3 separate regions of the Mus musculus genome follow, and all the other regions are linked to region 3. The links are chromatin contacts, called in public HiCAR-type and promoter capture Hi-C maps. All regions are on one chromosome and are shown on one strand. Each heading gives the region's core, a stretch centred on a gene start, on an enhancer-like site or on the middle of the called end of the contact. The rest is flanking DNA. Distances are from core to core; before and after follow the strand shown.

What was found. Promoter capture Hi-C pulls out the DNA fragments that hold promoters and counts their contacts. HiCAR-type assays count read pairs that join an accessible place to other places.
Region 1: a contact with region 3 is called in a promoter capture Hi-C map of the 3T3-L1 cell line, with 2.8 times the contacts expected there. The contact joins the enhancer-like site here to the promoter of Pfkp in region 3. A contact is called at or near these places in 5 of 39 promoter capture datasets (the 3T3-L1 cell line, cranial neural crest, hippocampal neurons and 1 more) and 1 of 115 datasets of contacts at active chromatin or transcription factors (embryonic stem cells).
Region 2: a contact with region 3 is called in a HiCAR-type map of astrocytes, with 11 times the contacts expected there. The contact joins the enhancer-like site here to the promoter of Pfkp in region 3. A contact is called at or near these places in 6 of 39 promoter capture datasets (the 3T3-L1 cell line, cranial neural crest, hippocampal neurons and 2 more) and 2 of 115 datasets of contacts at active chromatin or transcription factors (astrocytes and embryonic forebrain).

Annotation. Positions count from the first base shown.
Region 1 is chr13:8,642,275-8,646,818 of GRCm38.p6, forward strand. All of the region lies in intron 3 of Adarb2 (adenosine deaminase, RNA-specific, B2), which reads left to right. Among named protein-coding and RNA genes, the nearest start is that of Wdr37, 230 kb to the right of the region's middle. Within about 2 kb of position 1,972, at least 42 of the 459 cell types and tissues checked have an H3K27ac peak or open chromatin away from gene starts, as enhancers often do. A contact at or near this core is called in liver, where this site is marked.
Region 2 is chr13:4,658,337-4,662,959 of GRCm38.p6, forward strand. No RefSeq gene overlaps it. Among named protein-coding and RNA genes, the nearest start is that of Akr1e1, 51 kb to the left of the region's middle. Within about 2 kb of position 2,140, at least 5 of the 459 cell types and tissues checked have an H3K27ac peak or open chromatin away from gene starts, as enhancers often do.
Region 3 is chr13:6,646,239-6,650,810 of GRCm38.p6, forward strand. It overlaps Pfkp (phosphofructokinase, platelet), which reads right to left and starts at 2,533. Exons shown (of 22, transcript NM_019703.4): 1 at 2,333-2,533. The coding sequence starts at 2,441. Gm35730 (a long non-coding RNA gene) reads left to right here. Exons shown (of 3, transcript XR_382032.3): 3 at 351-600.

The DNA of each region.
Region 1 (4,544 bases), core at 722-3,221, 2.0 Mb after region 3:
GTGCCTGCCCTTCCTGTGCTACTGATTAGAAACGATGTTTGAACTTGTACTTCCTTTGGCCTTCTACTCCGCTGCAGATGCCACTGAGCTGGACAGTGGCCAGGTAAATTCACAAAGTAGGTAGAAAAAGACAGAGGGCAGAAACTGTCAGGGATGGCAGGGAAAGAAAGGCAGCTCACAGTACTAGGAAACCTCTATCAAACATACAGGAATGTCTGTCCTTCTGTCCGTGGGCTGACTGCAGTCCAGAAAAGCTATGAATAAGGTACAAAACACAATTGTAAATACTCTTAAAGTAGTCTGAGAATTTTTTGTATCTTGTGTACATGCATGTTTGCATGTTCTTATGTGTGTGTGTGTATGGGGGGGGGGTACTTATGCACATGTATGCACGTGGTGACCAGAGGTTGATGCCACGTGTTTCCTTAGATCACTTTCCGCCTTATAAATTGATTCAAAGTATCTCTCTTGAACCCAGAACTTCGGCTAATCTCGCTAGCCAGCCAGTTACTACCTCTCAGGCATGGAATACATGCTAGCCACCATCTGCAAGTGACATTTGTGTGGGTGCTGAGGATCTGAGGTCCAGTCTTCATGATTGCTTAGCGAACCATCTCCCCAGCTCTGTGGAATATTGTGTTCATTTGTAGCTTGTATAGTTATACAGTTGCAGATAAACATTGTAGATGACTACATTGTGCCATAATGTCATTAAAAAAAAATGTGTGCTCTTAGAACCCTCATCCACATGGAGGACACCCCTAATTCTCATAGCACTGACTACTCATAGAGCTATGATCTTCCTCTTACTTTATGCAGATTTTTGATTTTCAAAACATTGTTTCCTTTGTTTTTTGTTTGTTTGTTTGTTTGTTTAGAGTCTTTATTCGAGCTAATAGCATAGAATTGGAAACCGCTAACACCACCAAATTGAGATATCTCAATGCCATGAAGCTGAAATTTAACAATGTTCACAGATATCAGTCTATTATATTTCAATTATAATCCATCCCATCATGCATATGAAAGACTTTTTCTAGTCCATGGGTCAAGAGTGTCTCTTGTAACTAACAACCCACCTACCACAGGGAGACTAGAGATCATGGGACATTGGGCTTTGCTTCTGACATGGGGCCCAGTGACAGGAATGGGTGGTGACCAAACAAGTCTTTCCTCAAAAGGCTAAACCCTGTGAGTGTCCTCCTTCCTGATCAAACCGTGTAGGGTGAAGCCTCGCTGTGGACCCCAGTGCGAGGAAACAGGAAGCTGGACTTTGAGGACCATCTGTGTTTCTTTCTTTTCTAGTTGCTATGACGAAACACCCCAAAAGCAGCCTTTAAAAGAGAGGGTCTATTTCATCTCACAGACTGACAGCATAGTCCATCAGAGTAGGGAGGGTGTGGTAGTTAGAGAAGCTCTGAATATTGCAGGAACTTTGAAGCAGCTGGGCACACTGAATCCACAACCTGGAAGCTGAGAGAGATGGATGCCGGACCTCAGCTCACTTTCTCTTTTCCTTTTCCTTCAGTCTGAGACCCCACTACAGGGAATGGTACCACTCCTATTCTCGGTGGGCTTTATATCTTCAGTTAAACCCCTCTAGAGATACCCTAGCACACACTTCCAGAGGTGTGTCTCCTGGGCAATCCCAAGTCAAGTGAAGTTGACAAGGAAGATTAGTTAGCACACTGCCTTTCCAGTGTTCTCACCAGCGGTGTCTGCCTGCAGGTCGTGAACTTCCTGCTCTCTCCTGATCAGCAGCTGCTACTGTTTGAATGTGAAATCTTCTCATGAGTTTTAACAGTTGGTCCCTGGATGGCAGTACTATTATGGGAAGTAAGACCTTTTGGACATGGGACCTAGCTAGAGGATGTGGGGTCAGAGGAACAAGGTTTCTGGATTATAGCCTAGCCTGGTTCCAGCCTGAGTTTTCTGTTTCCTGATCTATTGAGAAGTGAGCAAATTATGATGGAACAAGAGGTACTTCCTCACAAACACCAACCTCCCCAACCCAAGCTTCCTTTCCTAAACTGCTCGGTCAGTATTTAGTGATGAAAAAAGTACAGAACAGCTTTCTAAATTCATGCTTGTTTACACAGATCCCCTATCTCTCAGAATTCTTCAGGATCAGAGGGAAATACTTCCATAGGGAAACTTCACCTGATTGGAAGCCCTAAGTCAATTCAGGTGGCCTGGGAAGAAGCATATGGATCCAGATGCCCTCGAGTGACTCCTGTCTGTGTCGAGAAGTTGGGTGCCATTTGTTCCCTTAAACTACTAGAGTGAAAGTAGTCATAGACATGAAACTTGTATGCAGAATTGGAATGTTTTGGTGGTATCTGCATAAGTAATTGCATTCAAAAGTAAGGTATTGCATTCAAAGCTTGTGGGCTCATTTTGCCTAAGAACATAAGGGGGACTCTCTCTGTCTCCTGTCTCTGTCTCTGTCTCTGTCTGTGTCCTCTCTCTCTCTCTTTCTCTCTCTCTCTCTCTCTCTCTCTCTCTCTCTCTCTCTCTCTCTTCAGGGAATCTGAATTTGTATGGATCATGGATTCACAACTTAGGGTCTGTGTGTGCTCTTAGCAAGGAATCTTATTTTTCTAAGCCTCCACTTCATCTTCTGCAAAACAGGTTAATATCTGCAGTAGCCTCTAAGTCCTAACATAGACTGTGTATGCTGGTTACCGGGAACAGCGCCTGTTACACAATGAACCCTGGAGATATGCTAGCTGCTGCTTATCACACAATGTTTACTACTTCCTCTTTGTATCAGAGATTCGTGTGTGTGTGTGGGGGGGGGGGAGAGCAAAACCTTGTCTTTTCTGTTTCTGTATTTCATTAGTACTTTGCTCAATTAGTTTTGATTGATTCTTTCCCTCTGGGGACAAGTATGGAGATGAACAAAAAGCAAAGATACTTGGGAAGTAATATTATCACCATGGCTTCTTTTCAGTCCACCCTGGAGACAGCACAGCTTGCCCATAAGAATAACTCTGATGGATACCTGTCAGTTCCTCCCTAGTCTGCATTTGAGTCAGGGTGCACACCTGCAAACTTCACAGTTTGCGCACAATTTGATTGGGACAGATCATGTGAGTCCACCGGATGTTGTGAACACAAAGACCATTTAAATAAAGTTCTTATCCTGGGAGCACAAGTTTAATAAGGACAGTGTACATGTGACCAGTCACAAAATAGCGGCATGAGTCATGGAGCCAGAGGAAGGAGCACTGACGTCAGAAAGCAGGGCAGGGAGGGAACAAGGAGCTAACAACACTGGACGGCGTAACTCCAAGTAAAAGTTACTAATGTTTGAATGTAATGTGGCTAGAGATACTGGCTTCCAATTTTTATAAAATAATTCTTTTAAGTGTAATAAAGTGCTATAAAAATAAATTTAATTAACGATCATTTCCTTGCCCCCCAAAATTACAATGTTTTTACAAAAAAAAAAAAAAATGACTCAATGGAATGGTTGATAGGTATGTTACTGCTTAGTTTGGCTGTGTCCGTGGGTGTAGAGTAAAGGTCAGATTGTAGCCTGGAATTCCTCATGATTCAACCCACCATTCAAGTTCTTTTAAAGTAAATGGCACCATGAATATGGAAAATGACTCACAAGGGTAACTGTAGTCAGTCAGAGAGCTAACCCAGCCCGAAGGAGGGAGGCTGCAAGTAAGCAGTCTGACCTAGAAGACATAGTTCAGAAAAGGTCAGTTTCCTGTCAGCAAAATCTGGTTGGCATCCACAATAGTGTCTGGGTTTAGTGGTTGTTTATGGGATGGATCCCCCCAGGTGGGACAGTCTCTGGATGGTCATTCCTTTAGTCACTGCTCTAAACTTTGTCTCTGTAACTCCTTCCATGAGTATTTTGTTCTAAGAAGGATCAAAGTATCCACACTTTGGTCTTCCTTCTTCTTGAGTTTCATGTGTTTTGCAAATTGTATCTGTGAGGCTCTGCCAGTGCCTGGCAAATACAAGTGGATGCTCACAGTCATCCATTGGACAGAGCACAGGGTCCCCAATGAAGGAGCTAGGGAAAGTACCCAAGGAGCTGAAGGAGTTTGCAGGCCCCTAGGAGGAACAACAATATGAAGTAACCACTATCTCCAGAGATCCCTGGGACTAAACCACCAACCAAAGAAAACAAATAGTGGGACTCTTGTCTCTAGCTGCATATGTAACAGAGGACAACCTAGTCGGTCATCAATGGGAGGAGAAGCCCTTGGTCTTGCGAAAATTCTATGCCCCAATATAGGGAAATGCCAGGGCCAGGAAGAGGGAGTGGGTGGGTTGGGGAGCAGGGAGAGGAGGGAGGGGATAGAGGATTTTAAGAGAGGAAACTAGGAAAGGGGATAGCATTTGAAATGTAAATAAAGAAAATATATAATTAAAAACAATATATAATTTCATTAAAAAAAAGAAAAGATTAGTTTGACAAATACCCTCTCAAAGTCACCTGTGCCTGCTTAACACATCAAAGCACATCATTTAGCCTACAGTGGAGAAAGCTTAACTCTTACACTGTAAGTACCTGTTTTCAC
Region 2 (4,623 bases), core at 890-3,389, 2.0 Mb before region 3:
AGGCGGGCTGGGGATGAAAGTGACTAGAAGGCGAGAAAAGAATGAGGCCAAGACAAATTTTTCTCTAATCAAGGCCGGAGAGTTTACTAAGAGACTGTGCTTATAAAGGGGGGATGCCCATCCCCCGCCAACCCATTCTTGGTGCCTGGAGCCAGCTTCTTGGTGCAGGATAGGATGTGTCTCCAGAATGTCTCAAGGGTCTCTCAGCAGGTAGCAGAGTCTAGGAGAAGAGCAGCGGTAGTTGACATAACAATATAGCCATCTAAGTCAGAAGGCTGCACCCCAGGTGATCTCATATTCAGTGAAAGCAAAGTCTGAATCAGCCTGCTTCAAGGCTGAGGGAGGCCACAGACCAGTAGCTTTAAAGGCTCATCCCATCTCCTCAAAGGCAATCCGATAATATTGTTATGGAAGTTCACCAGGGAGAGAAGGGGAATACTCTGCCAGGTCTCAGTAAAGGCCTTACCCTTTGACCCAGCTGTCTCAATTTGTTAATCTACAATACCCTCCAGTTGCGGTTGAGTATCCAACACCCCAGTGTGCAATCTCCATGGGTCAGAATTTTCCAGAGGAAAAGGATACAGTCATGATACTCTAAGAAAACTAATAACTTTTCTTTGTTTTTTGAGCAGGGTTTTTGTGGGTAGTTCTGGCTGTCCTGGAACTTGCTCTATAGACTAAAAGTGATGGTCTTAAAGTGATCTGCCTGCTTCTGCCTCCCAAGTGCTGTGATTAAAAGTGAACACGGTCACCACCTGGCTACTAATGACTTCCTATTTACGTGTTTTTCCACCCTCTGGTAATAGAGCTGCTTCCACACCCAGTCTTCTACTTGCAGTACTCAGGGCTCTGAGTCTGTCTTTAACTTGGAATATTTCAAAAATTTCTTATAAAAAGACTCACACCACATTCAGCTTACTCTGTCCTGTTACATTAGTTTCCCATGACCCTCTTTTTTTCTTGATTTCCATATTTGTTAGTGTCTCCCCTTTGGTGTTACTCCTGATCTTCTTCCCTTGAATGTGTAATTTCCTTTGCCCATCAAGAGGTTTCTACAGTACCTGGTTGGATGTACATCCAGTATGTTTTTACGAGGATTATCACATTAATTTACTTAGAAATGTTATGCAGCTGCCTTCTGCATGTATAGCATCTGAAATGCATTACTCAATGGAGAAGAAACTTATATCTATGAGTTTATCGTTCTTGTATAAGTAATAGAAAACTGAAGAAAAGTATGTCTTAAAAGCTTGAGGCTGAAAAACATTAAGTACATGAAATTTGAGAAGCTCATGTTTTCTTGAATAGCAATTGGTATTTATCTTTGCAGTGAGTTCTTTCCTTGCTCTGGGATAAAATGCTATGGAGAGTGTTATGTCTTAGTATAACACTATGCAGAGGGCAGAATGAGTAATACATAGCCATCATGTTTGATGCATAGAATTAGCCCAGATGCAGTATTTTTATTCTGAGATGTTCTGGCATTCTTAGAAATAGGTACTAGAAGTATAAACAAGGCATTTCTTTGTAAATTAGAGCATTTTAAAGTTAAGTTTGACTGGGGAAATTTAGTGATTAAAAGGTAGTTACAGGCTCTTAGTAAATTTGGCCATATTTACTGTACAGGAGAAATTATGTGTTAAGTCCACTTATTGAACAGAAGACTGTGGTAAATGTTAAGCTTGTCCAACAGCAGCTGACAATTAGTCTTTTCTTAAGAGACATACTTGACAAATAAATATGACTTTGGGAGAAAACAGAATGCTTTATATATTTATTAAAATAATTTCTTTTATTTTTTTTTAGATTACAATATATTTGTAAAAATTTCCCTGATAGACAAGCTGGCACTAAAGGTGATTCTTTGAAATGTAAGCAGAATTCCACATTATCAATTAACTTGGAGCAAGAAGGGTGATAACATCAGATTTATGCAAGTTTCCAGAAAGGCTATCCCCAGACCTTCCTCCTGCCTTCCCTGGCTCTCACTGAAGAATACAGTTCAGCAAGGACTAATTTGTGGGATGGGCAGGTTTCCAGAGGGGATTCTGGTCTTACTGGAAGGCTAAGGGCCAAAACTTATCCCAGAGACACAATTACTTGGTACTAATATTCAAGGATTCTTTCTTTGAAACCACTGGTATGTCTTGGGAAGGGCTCTGTCAGTGTTTCTCCACAGTGTCTAGTCTGGAAACATTTGTCAACTATGTGTTTGAAGAACAGCTTAAAAATAAGCAAGAGGGACAGGAAAGATAGGGAGAGATAGCTCAATGGGCAAGAATATTTTCTATAAAAGCATGCGTACATGAATTCAAGCCCCAGGAGTCATAAAAATTGAGGCACCTTGTTGGGAACAAAATAAGGGGGGAGGGGGCGCGCTGGGAAGGCCCTGGGGAAGAAGAGGAAGGAAAATGAGCCAAACATCTGGCCAGAGTTCCTGTGCAGGCAGAAGCAGGCAGAGCTCCTGGCGCTTTCCACTCAGCCCCAGGTGAACATGCCTGACCCACGAAGTTGGGTGGTGGTGGTGGTGGTGGTGGTGGTGGTGGTGGTGGTGGAGGTGGAAAAGGGGCAGCCCCTGACCGACGGGGACCCAGGAGCTACCTTGCTAAAGAAAGCCCCGGGGTTGTAGGAGAGAGGGATGAGGGAAGGAGTTCCCAACACTGGCAAGAGGGTGCAAAGCAGATCTAGATGGAGCAGAGACTCTCTATGGTTTAAGATCTTTATTATAGAAAGGCAGGAGGGAAGTGAGAAGGGAGAGGGGGAGAGGCTATCCAGAAAGAGAGAGAAAGAGAGAGGAGGGAGGAGAGAAGAAGACAAAGAGAAAGGAGAAGGGATAGAAGACAAAGAGAAGGGAGAGAGAGGGTGAGAGAAGTGAGAGGTAAAGGAACAAAGGAGTAAGAGTAAGAGATGGGGGCTGAACAGCCCTTTTTATGGTCTTCACTGTTGCTAGGTAACTGGGGAGGAGTTTAGCCTGAAGGTCAGAAGCTTGGGCCGCTGCTTACGTGACTACTGACCATGCTTCTCTTGCAGGGAGCTGTGGAAAGTGGTACCTTAGGCAGGGGCCAGAGTTCCAGGAGCATGAGGGAACGCCTACTGTGTTAAGTAGGTGAATTATGACCAATGGGGTTCAGACCTCAGCTCAACTGGAGACCAGCCTGCAATTCTCCACAGCACCTGGCATATTCTAGTTTCTATGTACAAATGCATACTAATACACACCCATGTGCACACAACCCACCCTTACATGAAAGATTTTTTTTTAAAGTAGGTGTTGGCTAGTTTTATGTTAACTTGACACAAGCTTAAGTCATCTGGGAAGAGGAAACATGTATTAAAAAACTGTCTCTTTAAGATCAGGTTGGATGCAAGCCTGTAGAACATTGCATCTTAATTAGTGATCAATGAGGTAGGGCCCAGCCAATTATGAGATGAACCAACCCAGGGTCTGATGGGTCTGCATGCTATAAGAACTCAGGCTGAGCAAGCCATGTGAAGCAAGCCAGTAAGCATCACTCCTCCAAGGCCTCTGCATCAGCTTCTGCCTCTGGTTCCTGCCCTGTTTGAGTTCCTGTCCTGGCTTCCTTCGCTGGTGAACAGATGATATGGAAGACTACGCTGAATAAACCCTTTTCTTCCCACGCTGCTTTGGTCATGATGTTTCTTCATAAAAGCGATAACTCTGACTAATGCAACTCAGGAATAAAATTAATTCAAACAGTACCTTAGTTATGGATGAGTCAGAGTCAAATCTATCTTACCCTCTGTACCTTTTTTCTTGAACTTTCCTGGACAAAGGCATCATTTGCAAAAAGCAAGAAAAAGTATTTTAAAACATTAAATTCAACTAAATATAATTATATAATTTCCCCACCTTCCTTCTGTTTACACCTGCCAATCCCCCTCCTTCTCAAATTCATGACCCCTTTTAACTACTTTTGTTTTACACATATTCACACACACACACACACACACACACACACACACACAGAGGTTTATTTAGTGATGTTTGCCTGTAAATATTTTTAGGACTGAGGGTCAGTCATTATTGTTGACGTCCTATGAATCTTAGATATAGGAGTAGGAGGGTTTCAGCTGAAAACTACAAAAACAATCTACTTTAGTGGACACGAGTAATGAGAACTTCATGGTCAAAAGGTTTTATTTCCTGATTCCTGCAGATGGCGCTAAATCCTTAGCTATTTTCACAATTCCCGGGACAGGGACTGCCTGCTCATAGCCCTAGTGTTTTCTGATAAAGGTTCCTAATTGTTTTAACAGTAAGTAGTGCTACACTGTGCAAGATTTAATCCTAAAGACAATTTCCTTAAATTAATAAAAACAAACAAACAAACAAGCAAAAAACAAAACAAACCCCAAACCCCCACGTTTTGGCAACTGACATCTGTGGCTTTGTCCTAGTCCTGTAAGCGTCTTTTAATAGAAGTGACTAAGGATATTGCTTTCCTGTGCTTTTATCAAAGGTCATGTTGGACTTGTTTTGCTTTTTTTATTTTTCCCATAAAAATCCTAAAGCTGTAAAAGTGCCCATTATCCATTGTTCCTACTCGCTTCCATTCCCGTGTCGCTTTGTTTGGCTGAATGTCCATCTATGACAACGATAGG
Region 3 (4,572 bases), core at 1,283-3,782:
CAGTCAAGAGGAAATGGTGAAAAAATAAGGAGACTATAAGCATCTTTCATCCCAGGAATAGTGCTGCTCAGGTCAGGTCCACTGCATATATCTCAAGAGTATTTCCCAGAATAAACAAAAAGAAATATGCAGGTCCAGTATAGTACCACAATAAAACATGACTGTTTTCTCAAGTTCTTAGAATGCCCAGGCTTGGGAAGTGAGTCAGAGCCGGTTGTGAGGGTGCTCTGCCAGAGCTCAGGTTTGACAAGGGACAGTGGGCAATGCCACCAGTTAAGCTGAGCAGCCTTCTTCCACGGGTCTGATACTCTACTATCCCAGCAATGATCCAATGTAATTTTTGTTCTCAGAGACTCCATTTCCACAGAAGAGGCCAAATGGATTTAAAATCCAGATTCCAGTTCTCACCTGAGGCAGATCCAAGATAAGCAGAAAAGAAACCGGAGTTCCTCTTCAATCCCCTAGAATCTCTCATGTTTGCACATAGGCTAAATATTTCAGAAATAATTTTGGACAGGGATTCCAAAATGATAAGCCATTAATATTGGTTTTCTAACTGACCCAGGATGTTAATTCTGAAATAAAACCTTTATTGCTTAAGCTTGCAGCTCTAGTGGTCAAAAGCCCCTTCCTGTAGTGGGAGTGTCTTATTATCTTGCCTTAGCAGGGTTCTGTGTGAGGATGCTATTTTTCCAACCTCCGGTGTATCAAAGCATTCTCTATCTCTGGGAAAACAGCCCTACTACCTGAGGAAACATTTATACAGAGTATCTCCTTACTAAAATCCTAGTATTACTCCAACCCTGCTTTCTGGGGAGGAAGGCGGGCCTAGTGCCCTATGGTGACTAACGTTGCCATTGGTTCCTTTAAGATAATGGGAGGGAGAACACTGGGGACCCCCTCACTTTTTCGACCCAGCTTCCGGTTGTTTGTGAGCCTGATGCTCTGCACCTCGATGCTGCGCTAACGTGAGTGAGGCGGTGTGGGAGACCTAGATCTGAGCACACCGGAGGTGACGGGCCTGGCATCACGTAGGCTCCCACGCCGGGCGGGGCGGTGCCCTAAGCAGCTCCCCAACCTGCGGCACTGGCGCCAGCCCCGCCCCGCTCAAGGGCGAAGGGAAGGTCATCCGTGGGGTGGGCGGAAGGCAAGGACTCCAACCCTAAACCTCCCGGATTGAGCTGGCTTAGAACGAGGGAAAATATAACATGGCATTTGGATGCATCCAGGGTAGAGGAAAGAACTGAAAAGCAAAAGCAAAACCTGGCTCAGGAACTGTCTGCAGCCGGCACAGACCTCAAGACTTGGAGGGCACATACTCTATGAAAATGTAGGTCTTGCTTCTAGCGCGTGTCCTCATCAAGAAATTAGCATGAACTCGGAAAGCCCACTGTTTGGGAACCCCAGCGCCCCCACGTGTACCCAGGATTAGAGGCTGGGGCACGGTACAGTCACCCCATTGCTCTTACATTTTAAGTATTCTCAGTTTATCAAATCCAAGCGTACAGAAATCGAGTCCCTTCAGCTCTGAAATCAATCCCGTCATTGGGAGAAAAGGGAAGCCCGGAGCTGGTAAGTGAGGGCTGATGACGTCCCGGAGTCCCTGCTTCCTGGTCTTTCCCGTCCTGGGGAGGCTGGCCCCGGAGGGCCTAGTGACCCATTTTAGTTTTCACTTTTGTCACAAGCAGGAAGAGACATTGCCTGGCAGTCAATGCCACACCCTGAGAGACCCCTGCACGCCCCCCCCCCCCCAGCTGCGCATCCCGCAATGCAGCAGCAGAGAAGGCTGCTAGCACCGCTTGGGAGGCAGGACTGGGATGGAGGCGCTGTGGGTACCCCGCTGTTTTTCCTACGAGTCCCAGGGATTAGGGTGGGGCGGTGCTGTGGCATCCTTATCGTCGCCCTGTACCTAATTCCAGGAAAGAACGCCTGGCTCATATGACCCAGACAGTAGACGACCCCATTGGCTAGCTCAATTAATAAATTTGGGGATGGAAAACTGGTTCATCTTGGGAATGAAGAATCCTACACAAATATCCTTTATCTTCTGCCCCTCACCACGTAATGGAACTCTATGGTCGCTCCTCAGGCACCCTAGTTGTTCCTAGATTAGGGTTTTCCCTACTCCTGAGCCACCGGTTCTCCTCGGCTCTCATAGGTAATTTTCACCAAGCCCTTTCCTCATCCTTTCTCCCAGATCCAGGTCACCCAACGTTTCTCCCCAGCTCTCCCTCTGTTCCCAACCCGATTACCCTCCTCTGCAGCCCTCTCCAGCCGCCCTCGCCCCCTGCCCGGCCCTTGGAGACCAGCGAGAGAGCTGGTAGGCACGCACCTTGGGCATCCCCGCCGCTGGTCAGGACACCGATAGCTTTGCCATCCCCAGAGAGGTGCTCCAGGTACTTCGGATAGGCGCTGGAGCTCGAAGAATCCAAGTCACTCATGATGAGGAGGTAGAGACGCCAGACACTCCCGTACTCAGCAAGCACTGAAGCCCTGGCCCACGCGCGCCAGCCTTGGAACCGCTGCCCCGCCTGCACCCGCAGGAGCCGCCCACGCCCCGCCCGAGCGCCAATGGGCTGTGGCGATGGGCGGGACTCACGCAAGGGCGGGGCCTGTTGTGTCAAAGACTCCAGCACTCTGCAGGGGTGGACAGGATAGTATGGACACGCGTTCTGTTAGGGATGCATCGCTGTGGTCCCTGAGAGGTGGAGTCGGGTTGGGGTGCCTTCTCAAGCGGGGGATGGAGGGATTATAGCCGGGTAGGAAACCCATAAGTGGCATAAGTGAATGGCAGCGCAGCTGCAGGGATGATCCCACAAGTGGGCGCGGAGCCTGTCAGCCCACCACGTGGGCGCAGAGGCTCGTGGGGCGCCCATTACCCCACCTGCTCTAGCTGTTAGGGTGGCGGTTGAGGGAGCCCAGAGGTCTGTGCAGTAGAGCAGAGGCACGCGCCTCACTTCCGGCAGGGCTCTTTCCTGGCCTGACAGTCAGAACAGTAGGGCGCTTCAGCATTTCTGTTCAATGTCCAGGATCCATAGGATCCTCCAGGTTTCACTTCTCCTTCGAAATTGAGGAAAGATGTGTGAGTAGATCAAGTTGTGTCACTGACTGTAGAGAAAGGATTGGAAGTAGAATGTCGGGGAAAGCCATTCGTAGACACACCCTCAGGAAGCAGGCCTGAGTTCTGGATAATCCAAAAGAAATCGGAACAAAAAAGGCTTGGTAGATTCCAGTCTCCACCTAATGGAAGCCCTGCTCTTGATTTGTTAGTCAGAACCCGGAAGGTTCTATTAGAAACAACAATAAAATAAAATAAAATAAAATAAAATAAAATAAAAGTATCCAATCTGTGGTTGATTTTGTTTATTTTGAAGATGCACCTCCTGGGGATCCCTGAGTTGTCCTGGAGCTTAATCTCTAAAAGCACGCAGACCCCTTCAGCAGTCATCCCAAGAATAAGACCTCAAAAGCAAGCAAACTGGATAGCTCACAGAAGGGGTGGCAGCACTGAGCCTCCTTCCTGTGCAAATTATACGTGTTGAATACATAGAAATATAGGAAACAAAGTAACAACCTAGGCAAAGACAATACAGTCTTACTACTATTAGGACAACCCTAGAAAAAAGATGGAGGCGCACAGACTTGTATCTTCCAACTTACCCTTTAAGCTTCAAACATTTAGGGGGGGGGGGGAGATCCAATCTACTGTAGACAAGGATGCATGAGATCTGATCTCTGCCTTCTTGAATCAGTTGAGCAATTCCTGAACTCCCATGATCAACAGAAGTTGGCTGCCTTCAGGTCCCTCCCAACCCCCACCTTCCAACTTCTGGGAAAACAGCCAGGAAATATATATATTTTTAACAGGTTCTCTAGATTTTTATGATGAGCACTAAACTGGAGAACATCTGATCTAATAGCTTGATAATGGATTTTCCCTGAGCATCATTCTAAAAGGGAAGAGAAGAGTATCACTGGGTGCCTTGAAATTGTCTTGAGATGCTCTTAGCCAAAAGCACTGGAAGGAGGGGTGTCAGACTCAATGGACCACTGCCCACAGAGGTTTCTGTAGCTCAAGGCCCAAGGTGAAGATCTGGAATTTTAAATCATGCCTTTCTGAGGCAGAGAACACTCGAAATAGGAAGAAGCACAGTGAGTTTCCTCTGAGCCAAATGTCCTATAGGGTTGGGTTTTGTGCCACAGACAACAGCATTCCACAGGTAGTGTGGTTCTTTATGAATTATTAGAGATACTCCAAACATTTAGCATTACTTATTGTTTTCCTTCTTTCTTCTTTTTCCCTTTTCTTTTATTGTTTATTTTTATTTTGGGGGTTTTGCTTTGTTATTTGATTTTGTTTGTTTGTTTGTTTGTTTTCTTCTGGCCTTTTTATACTGTTTTCTATTGTTCCACTCCTGTTTCCACGATGCTCTATCCTATTTTTTTTTTTTTTTCAGCGCTGGCTGTCCTGGAACTCACTTTGTAGACCAGGCTGGCCTCGAACTCAGAAATCCGCCTGCCTCTGCCTCCCGAGTGCTGGGACTAAAGGCGAGCGCCACCACGCCTGACTTC